Linked DNA regions of Gossypium hirsutum: regions 1 and 2 are each linked to region 3. The links are chromatin contacts, called in public Hi-C maps. All regions are on one chromosome and are shown on one strand. The core of a region is the stretch at or near the end of the contact, and the rest is flanking DNA. Distances in the headings are between cores, read along the strand shown. Region 1 holds the start of LOC107901621 (chaperone protein ClpB3, mitochondrial). Region 2 holds the start of LOC107901619 (nucleolar and coiled-body phosphoprotein 1). Region 3 holds the start of LOC121218328.

What was found. Hi-C and Micro-C count contacts between places; a contact is called where the count stands out from the background.
Region 1: a Hi-C map of leaf shows a contact between it and region 3, with 2.0 times the contacts expected there. The contact joins the promoter of LOC107901621 here to the promoter of LOC121218328 in region 3. A contact is called at or near these places in 3 of 34 Hi-C or Micro-C datasets (all in leaf).
Region 2: a contact with region 3 is called in a Hi-C map of leaf, with 2.4 times the contacts expected there. The contact joins the promoter of LOC107901619 here to the promoter of LOC121218328 in region 3. A contact is called at or near these places in 5 of 34 Hi-C or Micro-C datasets (callus and leaf).

Annotation. Positions count from the first base shown.
Region 1 is chrD06:24,657,856-24,660,555 of Gossypium_hirsutum_v2.1, reverse strand. It overlaps LOC107901621 (chaperone protein ClpB3, mitochondrial), which reads left to right and starts at 1,348. Exons shown (of 10, transcript XM_016827699.2): 1 at 1,348-1,768; 2 at 2,324-2,542; 3 at 2,647-2,700. The coding sequence starts at 1,523.
Region 2 is chrD06:24,634,131-24,636,836 of Gossypium_hirsutum_v2.1, reverse strand. LOC107901619 (nucleolar and coiled-body phosphoprotein 1) reads left to right here and starts at 1,426. Exons shown (of 15, transcript XM_041095420.1): 1 at 1,426-1,559; 2 at 1,695-1,836. The coding sequence starts at 1,735.
Region 3 is chrD06:23,983,930-23,986,695 of Gossypium_hirsutum_v2.1, reverse strand. It overlaps LOC121218328, which reads right to left and starts at 1,308. Exons shown (of 1, transcript XM_041095417.1): 1 at 434-1,308. The coding sequence starts at 1,128. The coding sequence ends at 625.

The DNA.
Region 1 (2,700 bases), core at 99-2,598, 670 kb before region 3:
TGGCGATCCAATTTAGTCCAATTTCATATTTTCTTTAAAAATCAATATTTTTGACAATGCAATTGTATTCTTTTAATTTTTATTTTATAATTCTCATATGCAATTATTATTTTTTTATATGTATATTTAAGCATGTATTTATGTTTTTTATACTAAAATTTTCGCATACTTATATTTTATATACACATGTTTAATTTATTTAATTAATTTTAATATTATATTAATTGTTTAAAACTTATATATTTTTTTATGTGTACAGGTATATTTTTTTATTCGCTTATTAATTTATGTTTGCATATTTTTATTATTATCTTACCTATGTATTTGATATTTTGCACATCATTATTTTGTTTATTTATTTATTTATTCATATTATTTCTATGAAATTGTTATATTTATTATTGATATTTGTTTAAGGGGCATTCATTCACATATTCAACATAACATTACTCTATCTCTTATTTAATTTTACAATAAAACGCTTCAAAATAGAGGTAATCCTCGTATTTAGGATTTTTCAAGGAAATTGAGCCCTAACGTATTGGGTTCCGATTTTTTTGAAAATCTAACAATCGAGGATTTCTCTTTAATCAAAAAAAAATAAGAACTCATTATTGGGAATTCAACACGTTGTGTCCTAACGTATTGGATGTGACGCATTGATTTCTCGAAATGAATATTTTTTTAAAAAAATAATAAAGGAAATATTCTGAGTTTGGGATTTTAGAGGAATTGTGCCCTAACGTATTGGGCCGCGATTTCTTAAATCTTGAATAAATGGATATTCTTTTACATTTTTTATTGCACTAGTATTTTGCCGTAATTCATTTTTGGGAAAAATTAGAATGTCGTGCCCTAACGTATTGGGTGTGGTTTTTTATTTCTCTGAAATGATAAGGGTCTTAATACGTAACGTTTTAAGTTTTTGCTAAGGATTACGATTTTCAAATTTTCGACATTAAGACATTAATTAATTAACTAGGTACCAATTTTTGGGCGTAATGAGGGTGCTAATCCTTCCTCATACGTAACCGACTCCCGGACCCGTTTTTCTAAAATTTGTAGACCAAAGTCATTTTTAGGTGACCCAATCACACCTCAATAAAAGATTGGTGGCGACTCCCAACTTTCATTTTTTTTAAATCGACAACCTAAAATTTTTGTTTTTCAAAAGGACGGTTTCGACAACTTTAATATAAGTTTTTAAGATTCAGTGATCAACACTTAATTTAAACCACGACTAAAATCGTCATTATTTTTTAATAAGGAAGGAATTAAAATTTAGAGATTAAATTTTAATTTTAACAAAGTAGAGCGAATAACTTAAAGTAGACCAATGGAAAAATTGTAAGGAAAATCCCAACTCTTCTACAACTTTCTATTCCTTTCGCGCACATAGAGAATTCAAAGCCCGTCTTAACACCACCACCAACCCCCCCCCCCCGGCAAAAGAAAAAAAAACAGTTCCAATACAAGAAAAAACCCAAACTAAATTTCAAAATCTCCCATTTTATCCTCAAAAATGGCCTCAAGAAGGCTAACAAGGTCCGCTTTTTCGGCCATTAAAGTATCAAAAGCCTCAATTCCCTACCTGTTTCGCGCTCGCGCCATCTCCGCCGCTGCTTGTACTTTGCGTAATTCCCTCATTTCGCCTCACCGGTCTCAAAATTTCAACGCAGTGGCGGCGAACAACGGCGGCTTCTTCTCTCTCACTCGCAGCTATCACTCTTCCCCTCCACGTTACTCTTCTGCCACTAGCCCTGCGCAGGTTTATATATTGTTTTTTGAACTTTTCATTTCTAATTATGAATTTCATTTCGGTTTTATTTACTTTGAGAGACACTCGAGTAATTGAACTGTTCTGTTTGTGTGTGTTTTTTTTAGCAAACTTTAGCTAAGGAAGGCATTTGGATTCAATTTCTGTGTATGTGTGTATAATTGTTTGCTTTCTTCATTTTAGTTTGGCTTAGAATAAGCACTTGGTTATCAATAATGTTAATTTTGCCGGCTTGATTTGACTTTATTGATCAATTACATTGTAGCGTCTTAACCATTGTTATGCTCATGTTAGCTATATCTGTATTCTTGGATATTTTCTTGTCGCAACAACCGATCAGAGTACAAATTTTATGAAATTTGGCTCAATTACATTGCAGTGGTTTCACCGTTGACATGCTCGTGTTAACTCTCTTTGTGTTCTCCGATATCAGATCAACCAATCAGAGTACAAGTTTTATGATATTTGGTTCGATTACATTGTAGTGGAATTATTGTTGTTATGCTCGTGTTAACTCTCTTTGTTTCCTTGGATATTTCTCATCAGATCAACCAATCAGATTACACTGATATGGCCTGGGAGGGCCTTGTTGGGGCTGTTCAAGCAGCAAAGGATAGCAAACAGCAAATGGTGGAATCTGAACACTTAATGAAAGCTCTTTTAGAACAAAAGGATGGGTTGGCTAGAAGGATTTTCACAAAAGCAGGGCTTGACAACACTTCTGTTCTGCAGGCTACCGATGACTTTATATCGAAGCAGCCTAAAGTATGTATTTTAATTGGTTATGTTTACTTCGTGAGTTTGCTTCAATGCTTTATTCTTTTTATATGATATTCGTGATATAGGGGGCGTTTATTTCCCTCTGGCAGGTGATGGACACAAGTAACCCTATAATGGGATCAAATCTTAGCTCCCTTTTAGAC
Region 2 (2,706 bases), core at 177-2,676, 650 kb before region 3:
ATACACCCACAAGTATATGCCATAATAAGTCATTAGGCGGATTACACTTTGCCAGACAGACTATTCTACTATTATATGCCAAAACCTTAGACCCACTAGACCTAGGGTGTTACATCATGAGCGAGGTGGGATGAGGGTGTTAGTTAGAGCAAATGAGTTGGTCAAGTTAGTTGGGCTGATTAGGTCGATGGGGGCATTGCTCTGGGATTGTGAAGTCATGTTGTCCATGTTCACCACATTAACTGTTGATACAATAGTACAAGGAAGAGGACTGGAATATGATATGATGGTTGTCACGATAGTCGATTTACCTACTATGGGCGAAGAGTTAGAGGTTACAAGGAGTAGAGAAAAGAAGAGTGTGGAGGCTAAGTGCTGAAGATAGCTTGGTATAGTATAGGCTTGATATCTTTGGAGAGTCGATCCTTTCTTCATCGTTCCTAAAGGTATTTATATGCAGAGGTCCCTTGTAAGGTGATGTTAACATGTTGAACTTGCTATCTACCAATCATTACAGAATGTGTGAGGTGGATGTATTCGGTGGGATGAGGATATCTGTGATGGACAAGTCCTGTCATTCATTCTGACTTAACGGTATAAAGCAATTGAACCCACGTGGTATTTGGTGACCAACGACATCACATTCCTAATGAAAGCTTGATGGCCTGAACATCGGATGATTCATACTTGTCCAAATGATTGCAATAGGTGAAACATATGAATGTCCTTCCGATTGGTTGTTAATGGGTTTACTGCTCAAGCAGCCTTCTAACTTACCATACGTCCTTATTCGGATGGGCTATAACACACAATAACAAAACAATAATATTGCAATAAATGGTATGACCCCTATATATATATATATGACCAAGACTTTTATGTAAAATACAAGACAACCTTAGATGAAAGAAATAATACGACAAAAGGTGGTTTTATTGATAGATACATCATCATTTTTATAATATTAAAATTAGATTAAGACCCGTTATTAATTACAATAAATAATATTTTTTATATATATTCAATTTAGTTTAAATTTGGAATGAATTTTATTTAAAATTGAAATTAATTCTGTAAGGTATATATATTTTTACATGAATGTTTATTTTATTTTTTATCTGCTATCTAATATTTTGAAGTTTAATAATGAGTTTTATTGTAAAAACTATTATCTTTATCTTTCGAAAATTACAATTTTTGTTTACAAAAACGTAATTTCAAATTCAGTATAATAAAATGGAAAGCTAATAAGGTAACTACAAAATCGAGCCGTCAAATAAACACAAATAGGTCCACATCCTAAGAATCCAACGGTGGACGTAAAGCCCGTAATTTAACTCCATTTCATAACCACGGCGTAATCCGAGCAAAGCTTTGCTGTATTTTCCTTTTAAAGCCCACACACACCAAAAAAAAAGTAAAACATATTTTTATTATAATTTTTTAAACAGTATTTCAAAAAAAAAATTGAAAAAAAGGGAAAAAAAAAGAAACTCACTCATCACTTTCTCTCTTTTTCGCTCCCAAACAAACGAAAAAACCCTAACTTTCGCTCGAGTGTATGCACTTTTTCTCTCTTTAATCTTTATAGTTTGGTGTTATTTCGCGTGAGTTTCTTTTAGGTTTCCAGAATGGTGTGAAATCGAGGCCTTAGGTTTTAGATTTTTTTAAAGGATCTGTTTCTGTATATTTAGGTACATAATTCTTTTTGTTCTTAAAAAAAAAAAAGAGGCTATGGCGGCATCAGATAAAGAGCTGGAGTTACAATTAATGGAGGCTGGGAACATGCTCGTTGAACCACCTTCATCAGTTGATGAGCTCATTCCTCTCCTTGACGTATGCCCTAATTACTTTTTTTCTTCAGGCTTTAATTTTGTTTTATACTTCGCTCGTTTTTTTAATTATTAGACTTTTATTTATGTGATTTCATTATGCATGCGGTTTGAATTTTATCTTTGGTGTGATATCTTTTAAATTTCTGCTATTAAAGTTAGTTCTTTTTCTCCATTGTGATCTGCTTTTACCTCTTGTTCTAAAGTTTTCTTCTTTTGCATGTTATCACGTATTTAATTTTGCTTCTGGCATTACTGTTTTAAACTTGGGAAACTGTTTTTGATTTCTCTGTTCTTTTTTTTTTTGGTGTAGATATATTGATGTGTATGTTTGCGAATTTGCTAAATGACTGATATCATTGACGGGTTTGCTGTGCTAGATTTTGAATACTAGCACGTTAAATTTATTTGAATGCAAATTCTATACAGTAGTAAATGATGAAAATCCTTTGAACTTTTGTGTTTCTTTTAAATTCAAAAATGCGCGCGAGCAATGCTCGCGCACGCCCGCTTTTCTTGTCTATATGTGGCATAAAGGGATCCCATACCTGCCTTAAATTTTGTGAAATCCGAGAAACCGTTACAATAAAATTTATCCTTGATTTCTTAGTTAATTAAGCACTAGCCATGTTTGGTTACTATAATTTTACAACCAAGGTTAAATTTTTTTTACCCTCTTGAGATGGCATTGAAAGCGATGAAAGCTAATATGGAAAGCACGTGTAGATATTGTGCGAAAACCTTCCTATTAAGGAAAGAGTTTGCTGGGCTTGCTAGATTATGTTTTCATTGTATAAAACATAGATATTAATCAGAACATTCTTTGTTGCAAATATATTGTCTGTCCCCCCTCCCCTCCCCATCACACATGCAG
Region 3 (2,766 bases), core at 59-2,558:
ACCAAAATATCATGTGTAAAATTACACAAAATAGAAGTCCACATATAATAATGTACGTTGAACCAAAGTTCATTTGTAATTTTGCATTTTATCCCTTCTTTTATAAGAAAAAATTGATTGAACTCGTAAAATTTTAATGAGGCATGTAGTAACTTACATGACAGTTCACGCATACTTAATAAAACTTCATAAAAATTTTAAAAGAACCATCTACATCAACAATAAAGTAAACATAAATTGTAATACGGTATACACAAGATACCATGTCAACACCGTTTAAGTTTTTAATAGTCCAGTGAGTTTTGTTTTAACAAAAAGTAATATAACTGACGATTGAAGATCGAGGAATAAAGTAATTTTAAAAGAGAAAAAAGGGGTTAAAAACCAAAGTGATAAAAGAATAGGAGGTAAGATTGTAATTATGCCAAACAAGTAACTACACCCAAACAAACCGATTTTCATTAACATTTATCATTCATATGACGATTATGAACAATGTACAAAAAGAATGGTCTTACTCAACAATTCAGGGCAAATAAACTTATAAACCAATGTAATGGTAAAATTTCTTTTTGACCCCCTCAAAAAAATTATATTAAATTTAAGCCCCCAACCTCTCTCTCTCTACCCTTTGTTGATCCCACATGGAGCTGCAAATCTAGCAGAGAAATCAAGGAAAGCAGCATCAGCTTCTCTATGGATCCCTTCATCGAAATTGAGTTCATAGCTCTGAATATCATACTGCATCTTCATCGTCGACCTCCTTTTTTTGTTGGCTCCATAAACGCTGAACCTTCGTATGAAATTCTTCCACTTGGGCCCTGCCAATACCTCCGATACCTCTTTCAGTTCCTTGGCTTTCCTCTTCAACCAGCTTTCTTTTGCCTCTTCTTGTTGCAGCAAGTACCCCTGCCCTTGGAGCCGGAACCGCCACCGGAAAAGTCCCCGGAAACAACCGCAGCCGAAGGACGAATCCGGGTCTTCGAAATCTTGGGAGTAGTCTTCGTTTCCGTCGTTTCTTAATGGCCAGGTTTCTTTGGCGTGGGTTGGTTTTTCTTGTGGTGCGGCGGCCATGGGAGGATGATTTTTGAGAGCAAAGAGGAATGCAGGGATTATAAAAAGAAACATCCAAAGCCACAAAAACCGGCATTTGCCGTCCAATTTACAGCTCACTTGCTTTTAAGCCAATGCGGATCCAGCTGCTACTTGACCGTTAAAAGGGGCCAGAGCCTAATCTTTATTTTAATTTGTCCTTATGTCAATTAATTTCTTGCTGTTGGGATGACTTTAAATAAATTTGTATTCTTTCTCATAACATCCTTAATTTGCTTTTTGGAATCAGACTATAGTGATGGATGGATTTTTTGGATCAAAAATCCATTTACATACAAAAATAAATAAATTTATTCAATAAAAAAACAAAATATGAGATTAAAAGTAATTCAACCGATTTATAATGTTTTTATTGTTTATTTTATTATTATTGAATCCATGACTAGTTTGACAGTTAATATAGTTTTTGAAACGTTTATACCAACCACTCACCTACTATGTTTTTCTTTCAAAAATCATCTTAGATTTCAATTAAAATATATGAACTGGAGACCTTGCTAGAAGGAAATCGAATATCCAACTGTTGCTGCAAATCATTGGTTTTGTGTATTATATGGTTTGTTTGTTTGCATCAACTGAATAATTAATTTAATATTAAATTTATCATTTACATGTTCTATTATAGAAATATAATTAGGAGAAAATGTAATAAGGTAGACATTTTAGGTTAGAGATATTTATGAATAATTTAGAAATTAATATATAGATCTTTTTCTTCTTTTATTTCTTTTTTTTGTTTTGTTTTGTCTAGCGCACGCCTTTTTCTCCCTCTCACAATTTTTTTTATTTTTTTTTCATTCATTCGGTGAGTTTTCTCTCTTTTTAATTTGCAGATATATTTTGCGAGTATTTTTTGCCATCTTTACAAATAGTGATGAATAGATGATGGTGTTTATCGTTGCTGAAACTCCACTATCCACCAGCAATTTCTTTGCCATCAACTTCTTAATCTGTTTCTTTTTTTAGAGTATTTCAGAATAACCTATAGTGTCTTTTAAGTTTTATATGTTTTTTTATTTGTTTTATATTGTTTAGTAAGTTTTCGTTTTTTTGAAGTTTTTTTTTTCTGCTCTTGTAACTCTTTTTTGGTGTTGCTTGTGTATAAAGTCTTATTTATGGATTTAGTCTTGTTTTTGTAAGTGATTTTAGGGATGATTTTGCATGTTTTTCAAAAAAGCATACACCTATTGCTTTGGACTATTCGGGGCTGATTTTCTTATTACATTAAGTAATTGCAATCACTCTAGATATATTGTGCTTAAGTTGTTACAAAGTCAATTGTCAATATACCATAATGTTTTATTGATGCTGAAGTATTTATTGTGCTGATAGAGCTCGTCTTTCACTGCCTATGATGAATATTTTTTTTTCTTCGAATTGTATAGTCCCATTCATAGAATAAATTAATGAACTTCCTTCTAATATATATATATATAATATCTGGAGAATATTCATTTCGTGAATGGAACTAATGAGCTCAGCCATGTGTTGAATGTATTATTGCAAAACATTGTAAGTAGGAAGTAATCAACGGATTAAGACCCCGGTGATGATTTTGGGTTTTTATCCCAAATTAGGTTGACTCAGTAGATGGTCCTAATATCCCAATTGTAAAGAACAAAATGATTTTTTGCTTGCTTTCAATTTCATCTA